Regions from separate parts of the Sus scrofa genome. Here region 2 is linked to region 1. A link is a contact called in public Hi-C data. All regions are on one chromosome and are shown on one strand. The core of a region is the stretch at or near the end of the contact, and the rest is flanking DNA. Distances in the headings are between cores, read along the strand shown.

Region 1 (4,796 bases), core at 745-3,244:
TGGCCCAGAGCTGCCCCTCTCAGAGAGTAAGAACCAGGCAGCTCAGTTGGGAAGAGTCCCCACTGTGGACCCTCCCTTAGGGTCCCAGGCCACAGCCCTAGTGCCCAGTTCCGACTCTAATCTGTCTAATGTGTCTCTAACCCAGCACTCCAGGATCTTTACAGAGGAGGCTTTTTCTTCATCAGCCTTTCTGTCCAAACATCCACAAGTGCTTTGGAAACAGTGCCCTAGTGGCAGGAACCCTCAGCCTAGAAGGAAACACTCCACGTAATAAGGCTGCCCCCAGAGACCTCAGGGATCTGGGAAGCTGGGGGTGGGGGTGGGTGTCGAGCTGGGGAAAACTCCCCTGCAAACCCCAAGGTCTCCTCAGGCAAAGCCTGGAAATACGATTCTTTGGCAGAGGATTTTTACTTCTTTCTGGGTGGGTAACAAGACACGGAAGCTGCCGCAAGATGGGAATATGAGAGCACTTCCACACACACAACGCCCCGACAGACACACTATATTCCTGGAGCTCAGCTGCCTTGGTACAAATAGCTCAGATTCTGCTCCACACCAGCCTTCGGCCCTCCTGACTCTGCGCCTCTCCAGGAGCTCCCACCGCCCTCCCGCCCCAGGCCCAGATCTTCCAGAATGGCCACCCGGCTCCACTCTCCCACTCTCAGCCCCTTTGCTCTCCTTCCTCCTGGCTAGACTGCCCTCGCCCAGCAATTCGTCCCGGCTGTCGCCCAAGAGTCTCGCCCACCGCTCGCCTGCAGCCCTGCAGCGAAAGAACGCGGCCCGCCTGGAGCGAGCCTCTTGCGGGTCCCGGAGCCTCCCGTCTCAACAGGTGCCCCAGCCACACGAGCTGCTTGCTACCTGGGCGGAGGCCGAGACAAGTACGCGCTGGCCCAGGTCCCCAGAGCGCCTGGAGGGCGCTCCCGCCCTTGCCCCTCCGCGGAGGCCCCCCACCCCGCTTGCCCTGCCGACTTGGTTTCCCGGCTCGCATTGACGTCGCGGGCCCATCTCGTGAGAGGCTATCTCCGAACCTGGGCGCAGACGCTGCTGGTTCACTCGTCGTGATGGACTGGTGTGGGGGTGGGGGACGTGTACTGGACAACAGCTTTCCGCGACCCTGACATCCCCAATAGCGGGGAGTCCTCCGTGCCAAAGAAGCAAACTCAAGTTTACCCGGGCTGAAAAGGGAGCTCAAAGTCCAGCACAGCCCCTAGTGACCCAGCCTCACCCCGCGTCCCCGCCACACATCTTTTGCCCCCAGGAGGCTAGAGAGGGGGTGCGCGTGGCCACCTACGCGCTCAGCACCCAGCGGTTTCCACTGCCGGCTGTCTGCGCTCAAGGTTCAGCTGCCTTCCAGGGCGGGGGAACGCACCGGCAGCCCCCGGCCCAGGCGGCGCAGTGTTGAGAAAGCGGCCACGTTCCCAGTCGTGCGCGGACGCCGGGCCCACCAAACTTGCAGCACTTTCTCCCAGCCCCCACTCGCTGTCACCCTCCCTCCATCCTTGCGCCCTGGCCCCGCTAGCCCGAGAGCGGTTGCCATAACAACGGACAGGAATGCTCCAACATATACAATGCTGGCGGGGCGCGGCGGGCACGCAGCCCCTGGCCCGGCCCCGCGCCCTCTGCAGCCGCGCGGGGCTAGGAAGCGCGCCTCCGTTGCCGGCCGCCCCGCGCACAGCGCGTACTCACAATGAGCGGGATGGTGCGGTCCTCGCGGAGCTGCTCCGGCCTCCTGCCGGCCCTCTGCAAGCCCCGGCCGCCGGAGGATGCTGCGTGGGCTCGGTTGTCCTGCCATAAGTAGTAGAAAGTGCCCAGGATCCAGGCTACCGTCAGGATGGCGATGGCATTGGCTCGGATCTTCCTCATGGTGGGCGGGCGAGCGCCCCGAGTAGGGGCCCGGGCCGGCGTGCTCTTGGGGCCGGAAAGGGGGCACTCGCAGCCCCAGCTGTTTGTTTTCGCTCGCGCCGGGCTGCTCAGTCCTGCAGCGCAGAAAAAGGAGAGAGGTGGGGGTGGGGGGGTGATAGGGAGAGACAGGAGCGCGGAGCGATCCTCATGGTCCTAATGCCCTTCAGCCCCAGGCGCGCGCGTCCCCCGAGCGCCCATTCATTCGCGCGCAGAGCCCGCCCCGAACTCCAGCCCCCGCCGGCCGCGGGGCTGCTGCGCCCAGGGAGAGGAGTGCGGCGGGTGCGAAGCCGCGCGGGAGGAAGGCCGGGCGAGGCAGACGCCCGCGGCGGAATGGCGATGGGCCAGAGCCAGTCTCGGCTTCCACTGCTGGGCGGCCGAGCTCCCGGCGGCTGCCTCCGCGCGGCGCTGGTCGGTCCCGCCTACCTTCACCCACCCCCGGACCCAGCGGCCTTGAGTCACCGACCGGAGATGCGCGACCCCGGCCCGGGCCCGCGCCGCGGAGCCGCGGTCCTGGACTGCGCTCTGAACTGCGCTCTGGAGCGAGGTTTAAGGTGTGTTCGGCGAGTCCTTGGGAAGGGGCGGCTGGGCGGGAGTAGAGTCTAGAGTTTGCACTGGAATCCTCCGCAGCCTAGGATTCCGAGCTGCCAGAGGGCCCGCCCCGAGGAGGGATTGGAAGCTGGTGCACTTGACATTCGAAGAGAGCGAAGGGGAAGCGGCGCTGCTTCAGAGCCAGTGAACGGAGAATAGGGTACCGTCACCCCACCTCTTTCACTGGCCGGGAGCTCCCAGCTTTCGTGATGCCTCCCTGTACCCTGCCTCGTTGTCCCCTGAACAACGCTGGGGTTTTATCATCAGGAAGAAGGGAGACCAGAGGGGCCGGAAGATTCGCCCAAGATCACACGACTAATTAGTGGGCAGAGCCCAGTCTAGAAGCCACCTCTCTGTCTGACACTTTCCACAAAGTGCAAAACACGGGAGTGAGAGACACAAACACAGAAATCATTGAGATTCGGTCCCATCCCTGGTGGCATTGAGAATCTGATGTTAACTACTGACATCCCAGGCGGAACTACCCCTGTTCCAGGAGACCTGCACAGGGTCGGGCACAGAGCAGATACTCAGTGAACAGATGTTAAATAAACCAAGCAGGGGTCACAGAGGAAGACATAATGTATTGCAAGGGTGTCTTAGGGGAAGGCTTCTCACAGAAGGTGGATAAATCCTTTGAATAGATTCTTAAGAGGCTGGCAAGGCGAGGACAGGGCAGGGTGTCAGCTGCCTGAACAGCCTGAGCAAAGGTCCAGAGGATGAAAGCACTTGATGTTTTCAAGGAAGAGAGCTACCTGGCATTACTGGGGCCTGGGGTGCTGGGAAGTTCTTGGTGGGAATTGAGATTGGCCAGTCTGGGCGAGTCTGGACTCAGGAGGACTTTGAAGGTGAGGAGCATGGTTGTCAGGGAGTTTGCATCTTGCTGGTGCCCCTGGACACTGGTTCATGTGGGTCCTGGCCTCTAAATGAAGCTGCCTCGAGAATCAGGCAAATGGTGAAATCACAGTTCATGTTTTCCCCTGACCGCCCCATCAGCATCACTCATTTCCCTGGTTCCCCAGCCCGCAGGACTGAAGCATGTAATAGATGCTCAATGCATTTCTGTTAGAAGGAAGTGAAATGAAGAAAGGAAACCCTAATGGGTTTTTTGCTGCAGAAAGGTCATCGTTGTGACTGTAATACCCTTTCCTTACTCAGAAGACTAACCACTAGGACACCCCAAATGACCCCACCAAGACTGTGACCCTGGGAGTCCCTGCTGTGGTGCAGTGGGCTAAGAATCTGGCTGCAATGGAGTTCCCATCGTGGCTCAATGGTTAACGAATCTGACTAGGAACCATGAGGTTTTGGGTTTGACCCCTGGCCTTGCTCAGTGGGTTAAGGATCCGATGTTGCTGTGAGCTGTGGTGTAGGTCGCAGATGCAGCTCTGATCCCTTGTTGCTGTGCCTCTGGCGTAGGCCAGCAGCTACAGCCCCAATTAGACCCCTAGCCTGGGAACCTCCATATGCCACAGGAGCGGCCCCAGAAAAGGCAAAAAAAAAAAAAAAATCTGGCTGCAATGGCTACGGTCACTGCAGAAGTGGGGGTTTGAGTCTCAGCTGGGCATGGTGGGTTAAAAGGATCTGGTTGCTGCAGATGTGGCTTGGATTCAATCCCTAGCCCAGGAACTTCCACATACCATGGGTGTGGCCATAAAATTTAAAAAAATAATAATAAAAGAATGTGATCCTAGAAAGAAGGGGGCACAGAAGAAAGACTCACAAAAAGGTCTGCAAGAGGAGCTGGGACTCTGAGGCATGAGCTGTGTGGCAATCAGGAACAGTCGGAGATGCTGGCCAGCCTTGCTCTCCCAGTCTCCCTTGCTTGGGAAGTTTAATCAGACTGCAGTAGGGGCCAGGGTTCATTTCCATAGATGGAGAAAACCGCGGTCAAGTCATTGCCTGGTTTCTGCAGGAATCATGGAGTAGACCCAGTGGTTCTGTCCTCTGTGGAAAGCCAGAAAGACCTTGGTCCTTAGGAATCAGGCACCACAGGTATCTGCAGACAATGAGAAAATGTAAGGGAACCCCTCTCCTTGCATCCGCACCTACAGACAAGCTCTCAGCTCAGCCAGGTGGAAAGACCTGGAGAATGACCCTTGGTTGCTATGGGCTGCTCCCCTCATCCCAGTCTGCATGTCTGGTTGCTTTTGGTCTTGAGAGAACCAGGTGAAAGGATGTGGTACCAGAGGCATAACATCAACGCCTAGTGAGAGGCTCCAAACTCACCCCTAGGCATGGGGGATGAAACTGGACCCTGCTAAACGGAAATCAGACTGATGGGTTTCTTTTTCTTTTTCTTTTTT
Region 2 (4,796 bases), core at 864-3,363, 67 kb before region 1:
GCAGTGGAAAAAAATCTGGCTAAGAACCATGAGGTTGAGGGTTCAATTCCTGGCATCTCTCAGTGGGTTGAGGATCTGGTGTTGCCATGAGCTGTGGTGTAGGTTGCAGAAGAGGCTCAGATCTGATGTGGCTGTGGCTGTGGCTAGTGGCTGTAACTCTGATTGGACCCCTAGCCTGGGAATCTCCATAGGCAGGTGGAGGCCCTTGAAGAAGGTGGGTGCAGCCCTTAAAAAAGCAAAAAAAAAAAAAAAGAAAAAAGCCACCCGTCTACCAGGCACTTAAACATCCCTCTGTAAGTTCCAAGGATCGCCTGATTATCCATTTGTTTATGGATGCTTAAATCCACTCACTCCTTCATCCATCCACCTATTCAGCAAAGCTCCACTGAGCACTACCTACATGCCCCAAAGTGGAAGGAATGCTTCTGGTACCGTCTGCATCCCCAGCCTTCTGCTTCCTGCCCTTCATCCAAAGCTGTCTCGGGGCCACAGAGAATGTCCTGGAAGAGCATCTCGAAAGCAGTTCCTCTAGGCCTCAAAACTGAACTAGACCTCATCAAAGATGCTGTAGGAAGTGTCCGTTGGCCCTGCGACAGCCAAGGGGAGGGGATGCTGAGGACGGGTAGGATGTGACCTTTCTATCTGGCCCCTCCCTAGCCTCGCCCCATCACCACCCTGAGCTCTTCCACCTGGTATCTAACCAGTTCTCATGCCCACACCACAGCGCATTTCCCTCCAGCTCTTGAACTCTCCTTTCCCGTAGCCCTTGGTCTTTGACCTTGAGACTTCCAGGCCTTTGAGTGTCCCAGGGGTATCTCTAACTCAACGCCTCAGAATGAATTCTTTTTTTTTTTAATTTATTTTATTTTATTTTATTTTATTTTATTTTTTGTCTTTCTGCCATTTCTTGGGCTGCTCCCGCGGCATATGGAGGTTCCCAGGCTAGGGGTCTAATCCGAGCTGTAGCTGCCAGCCTACGCCAGAGCCACAGCAACTTGGGATCCGAGCCGCATCTGCAACCTGCACCACAGCTCACGGCAATGCTGGATCGTTAACCCACTGAGCAAGGGCAGGGACCGAACCCGCAACCTCATGGTTCCTAGTCGGATTCATTAACCGCTGCGCCACAACGGGAACTCCTCAGAATGAATTCTTCATCAACCCCCGCCAAAGCAGCCATGTCTGTACTGCCTGTGGCAATGATGGGAAGTCCTACCAGCCTGGTCCCCCAGGTAACAAATCGATGGGTCATCCCCAGTGCCCTCCCCCATGCTCCGCAGCCCGCTGCAGACCCCTGCCCTGCACATCCAGGCAGCATCTTAGGCACAGACCACTAGTGTTAACAGATTACTGGCCCTAAAAAGACAAAAAAAGAAAAAGAAAAGAACAAAAGGTAGTTCTGCCATCATGCCTCAGCTGTAACAAACCCAACTAGTATCCATGAGGACAAGGGTTCAACCCTGGCCTTGCTCAGTGGGTTAGGGATCTGGCATTGCCATGAACTGCGGTGTAGGTTGCAGACTTGGCTCAGATCCCTCATTGCTGTGACTGTGGTGTAGGCTAGTGGCTACAGCTCTCATTCGACCCCTAGCCTGGGAACCTCCATATGCCGTGGGTGTGGCCCTAAAAAGACAAAAAGAAAAAAAAAGCTATTTACTGAAAGTCTACTTTGTGCAGATACCATGAATCTGGGAGGATGGAAATAAATAAAAAGTACGGCCCCAGAAGAAAAATCTAGGACACTAGATCACCTCCTTTTGTCCTCCATCCCATGCCAGGTGTGGCCTTGGAGGATCATGAAGAAACTCCCACCCTCAAACTTAGATCACAGGTAACCGGAGAACTGGCCGTGGAACCTCACCCACTGCAACCCCAGCTCGGGCAGGAGTCCAGCCTTGGCGCAGGCACCACACGCTGGTGACCCATGAATGCTGCTTCCCTTCTCCCCTCCTCTAAACGGGAAGCGTGCTGTGCTGTCCTGTCCTGTCCTCCCAGCCACACTGCTTACGAAGCATATCGGCAAGGGGAAAACGCATCCTTTGGCTCCGGGCTGCGGGCCCATAAGGAGCTATATCTGGATCCGCCCGAGAGACCTGAGGTCCTGGGCTTGGAGCCAGTCAGAGCTGCTGGACGGGACTCACACTGCTGCCCTTTCTGGAGCGGACGAGGGCACTGGAGGCCGTCTGTGGGATTCTTAGGCCACATGGCACTGACACCTGTGCTTGATTGGGCTTTCTTTTCCATGGGATCGTGAGCTCCCAGCACCTGGCACATGGTAGGTAGTGAACAGATGTTTATTGGACAAAGGAATGAATGAGTGAGTGAGTGAATGAAGGAATAGATCCCTAGACAGAGTCCCTGCTCTCACCTACTTATAATCAACTGGGAGAAAAACCACGGTGAACAAATGGGATCCTCTGACACAACACATGACCTTTGGTGGCTTTCGCTCTCCTTCAGGGTACAAGCCCAGTACTCACAGTGGCCCAGGAGGCTTTTTATGAGCTAACGCTTCGTCATCTCTCTGGACTCAGAGGCTACTGTTGCCCCACCCCTGGCTCTGCTCCAGTCACACTGGCCTCCTGATGTTCCTTGAGCCTGCCAGCACTCTTCCCCTTAGCTCCTTTGTTCCTTCTGCTTTCCTTCTGGAAGGCTCTTCTCCCAGATGTCTGCATGGCTCCCTCCACCCCAGCCACCTTGCCCCACACAGCTCTGCTCAAACCTCGCCTCTTTGTGAGTCTGCCCCACCCACCATCTGTAAAACTGTGGGCCCAGCACTGCCCTCATCTTCCCTCTCCTCCTGCCTGATGTGTTTTTGGATAGCGCCTAGCACCATTGGATTTTTTTTTTTTTTTTTTGTCTTTTTAGGGCCGCACCCTTGGCATATGGAGGTTCCCAGGCTAGGAGTCAAATCGGAGCCGTAGCCACTGGCCTACACCACAGCCACAGCAACATCAGATCCGAGCCTCATCTGTGACCCACACCACAGCTCACAGCAATGCTGGATCCTTAACCCACTGAGCGAAGCCAAGGATGGAACCTGCATCCTCATGGACACTAGTCAGATTCATTTCCACTGAGCCACGATGGGAACTCCCACCATGGGATGTTCTATGGGTATTTTGCTTCTTTGTGTTATGTATTTGACTGCTAATTCCCACAGGAATATAAGCTTCACCAGGGCAGGGATTGTCTGTTTCGTTGAATGCTGGATCCAAAAGCCCAGAACAGCGCTCAATGGGACTCAAAAGCAATGGCTGTCTGCCTGATGCCTACAATATGCCCTGTGTGCCAGCTGAGTCTGTGGCAGATGCCTAGAGGAGTGGATGTGGGAGTTGGGGAGTACAAGAGATTCCATTAGGATGTAAGAAGAAAAGAGAACTGCTATTTATATTTATTTTTATATAATAATTTTGTCTTCTTTTGGTGTTATGCTAGACATAAGACACAAGCACAGTAGAGCACATATGTAATAATGAATAAATGATATTCATATGAAAGGCACCTGAAAGAAAAAAAAAAAACAATGGCTAATGGGTAAGCAAGGGATGAGCTGTCATGATGATAAGCTCCACTTGGCTAACACAACACTTAGAATTGAGGGGGACCGAGAGGTGGAAGGGGAGGCCCCTGTTTTAGGGACTCCTTCTCACTCACGTGCTCCTGGCAGGGCTGTTAATTACTGCCTTCCAATCCCACCAACACCTCCATCACATCATGGGATGGGCACAAGACCTAGGCTAAGCTTGATCTTATCACTGCACTCCCAGATGGAGGGGACGGGTTCAGGAACAGTCATCTGACTCGATCTGGGCCAATCAGCGTCTACTCTGAGATTTTTCTATGAGATGAGCTCTTTTTATCTGCACTGCTAAAATTGGGAGGTGGGAGCCTTCCTGCCTGTCACATGGAAAGAGAACCCAAGAAGAAAAAAATCAGAGCCAAGAGATGGAAAGAAAGAGCTCTAATGATACTGTTTGGGATCCCTGGAGCCAGTTATATCTGATCCAAATTCACTTGGGTTTTTTTCTATCTCTCTGTATCTATCTACTTACTACCTACCTGTCTTTTTTTCTCTCTCTCACTCTCTCTCTCTCTCTCTCTCTCGAACTAGTTCGTGTTGGCTGTTTCTTCTGCCTCTCTGTATCTATCTAGTTACTACCTACCTGTCTTTTGTTTTTGTTTTTCCCTTGAACTAGTTTGAGTTGCCTATTTTTCTCTCACAACCAAAAGTTCAGAGATATCAGTCCTTTGGTCCTTTCAATGAAAGAAAAATCATTCTCCAAAAGTAAGAAACAGAAATCGAAACTGAAAACAAACAAATGAGCCACCAATGGCAATGACACGATGTGGGTGGAAGCCACCCATTCCAAGATATCAGGTTGGTCCCTGGCATCTGGCCCAGTGACTTGAGCCCAGAGCTGGGTGAGGCATTCCCACCTTCCCCAGAGGCTTCAGGAAGTGGGGTGGCTTCCATCTGGACCACGGTTTAAGAGGCTCTTGGGTTGCCATGGTGAGGAACAAAGGTTGGGGAGATGGTGAGTGACAGTCCAACGCACCTCCCACAGCCCTCCAGCCTCCTGCTGAGAATTCTCAGGGATGTATAGGTGGCCGCCTCCTCCCTAGTCTGGCTTTACCGGAAATGCCAAATCCAAGCACTTTTGTGTCCAATAAGGTCAATCACATCAGAACTTGTTTAAGCCGAAACAATGACTCTGCTTTATTAAATGAAAAGAATTATTTTTAGTTTTGGAGACTTTTATTTTCAGTCCGTCATTTCGATTAAACTTTTGAAA

What was found. Hi-C and Micro-C count contacts between places; a contact is called where the count stands out from the background.
Region 2: a contact with region 1 is called in a Hi-C map of subcutaneous adipose tissue, with 1.7 times the contacts expected there. The contact joins the enhancer-like site here to the promoter of GALNT16 in region 1. A contact is called at or near these places in 11 of 47 Hi-C or Micro-C datasets (alveolar macrophages, fetal heart ventricle, heart right ventricle and 5 more) and 1 of 2 datasets of contacts at active chromatin or transcription factors (skeletal muscle).

The regions. Positions count from the first base shown.
Region 1 is chr7:92,926,570-92,931,365 of Sscrofa11.1, reverse strand. It overlaps GALNT16 (polypeptide N-acetylgalactosaminyltransferase 16), which reads right to left and starts at 1,994. Exons shown (of 15, transcript NM_001244918.1): 1 at 1,687-1,994. The coding sequence starts at 1,863.
Region 2 is chr7:92,994,073-92,998,868 of Sscrofa11.1, reverse strand. The region is part of intron 1 of GALNT16 (polypeptide N-acetylgalactosaminyltransferase 16); the gene reads right to left. Among named protein-coding and RNA genes, the nearest start is that of GALNT16, 67 kb to the right of the region's middle. Within about 2 kb of position 2,113, at least 19 of the 83 cell types and tissues checked have an H3K27ac peak or open chromatin away from gene starts, as enhancers often do. A contact at or near this core is called in retroperitoneal adipose tissue, skeletal muscle and subcutaneous adipose tissue, where this site is marked.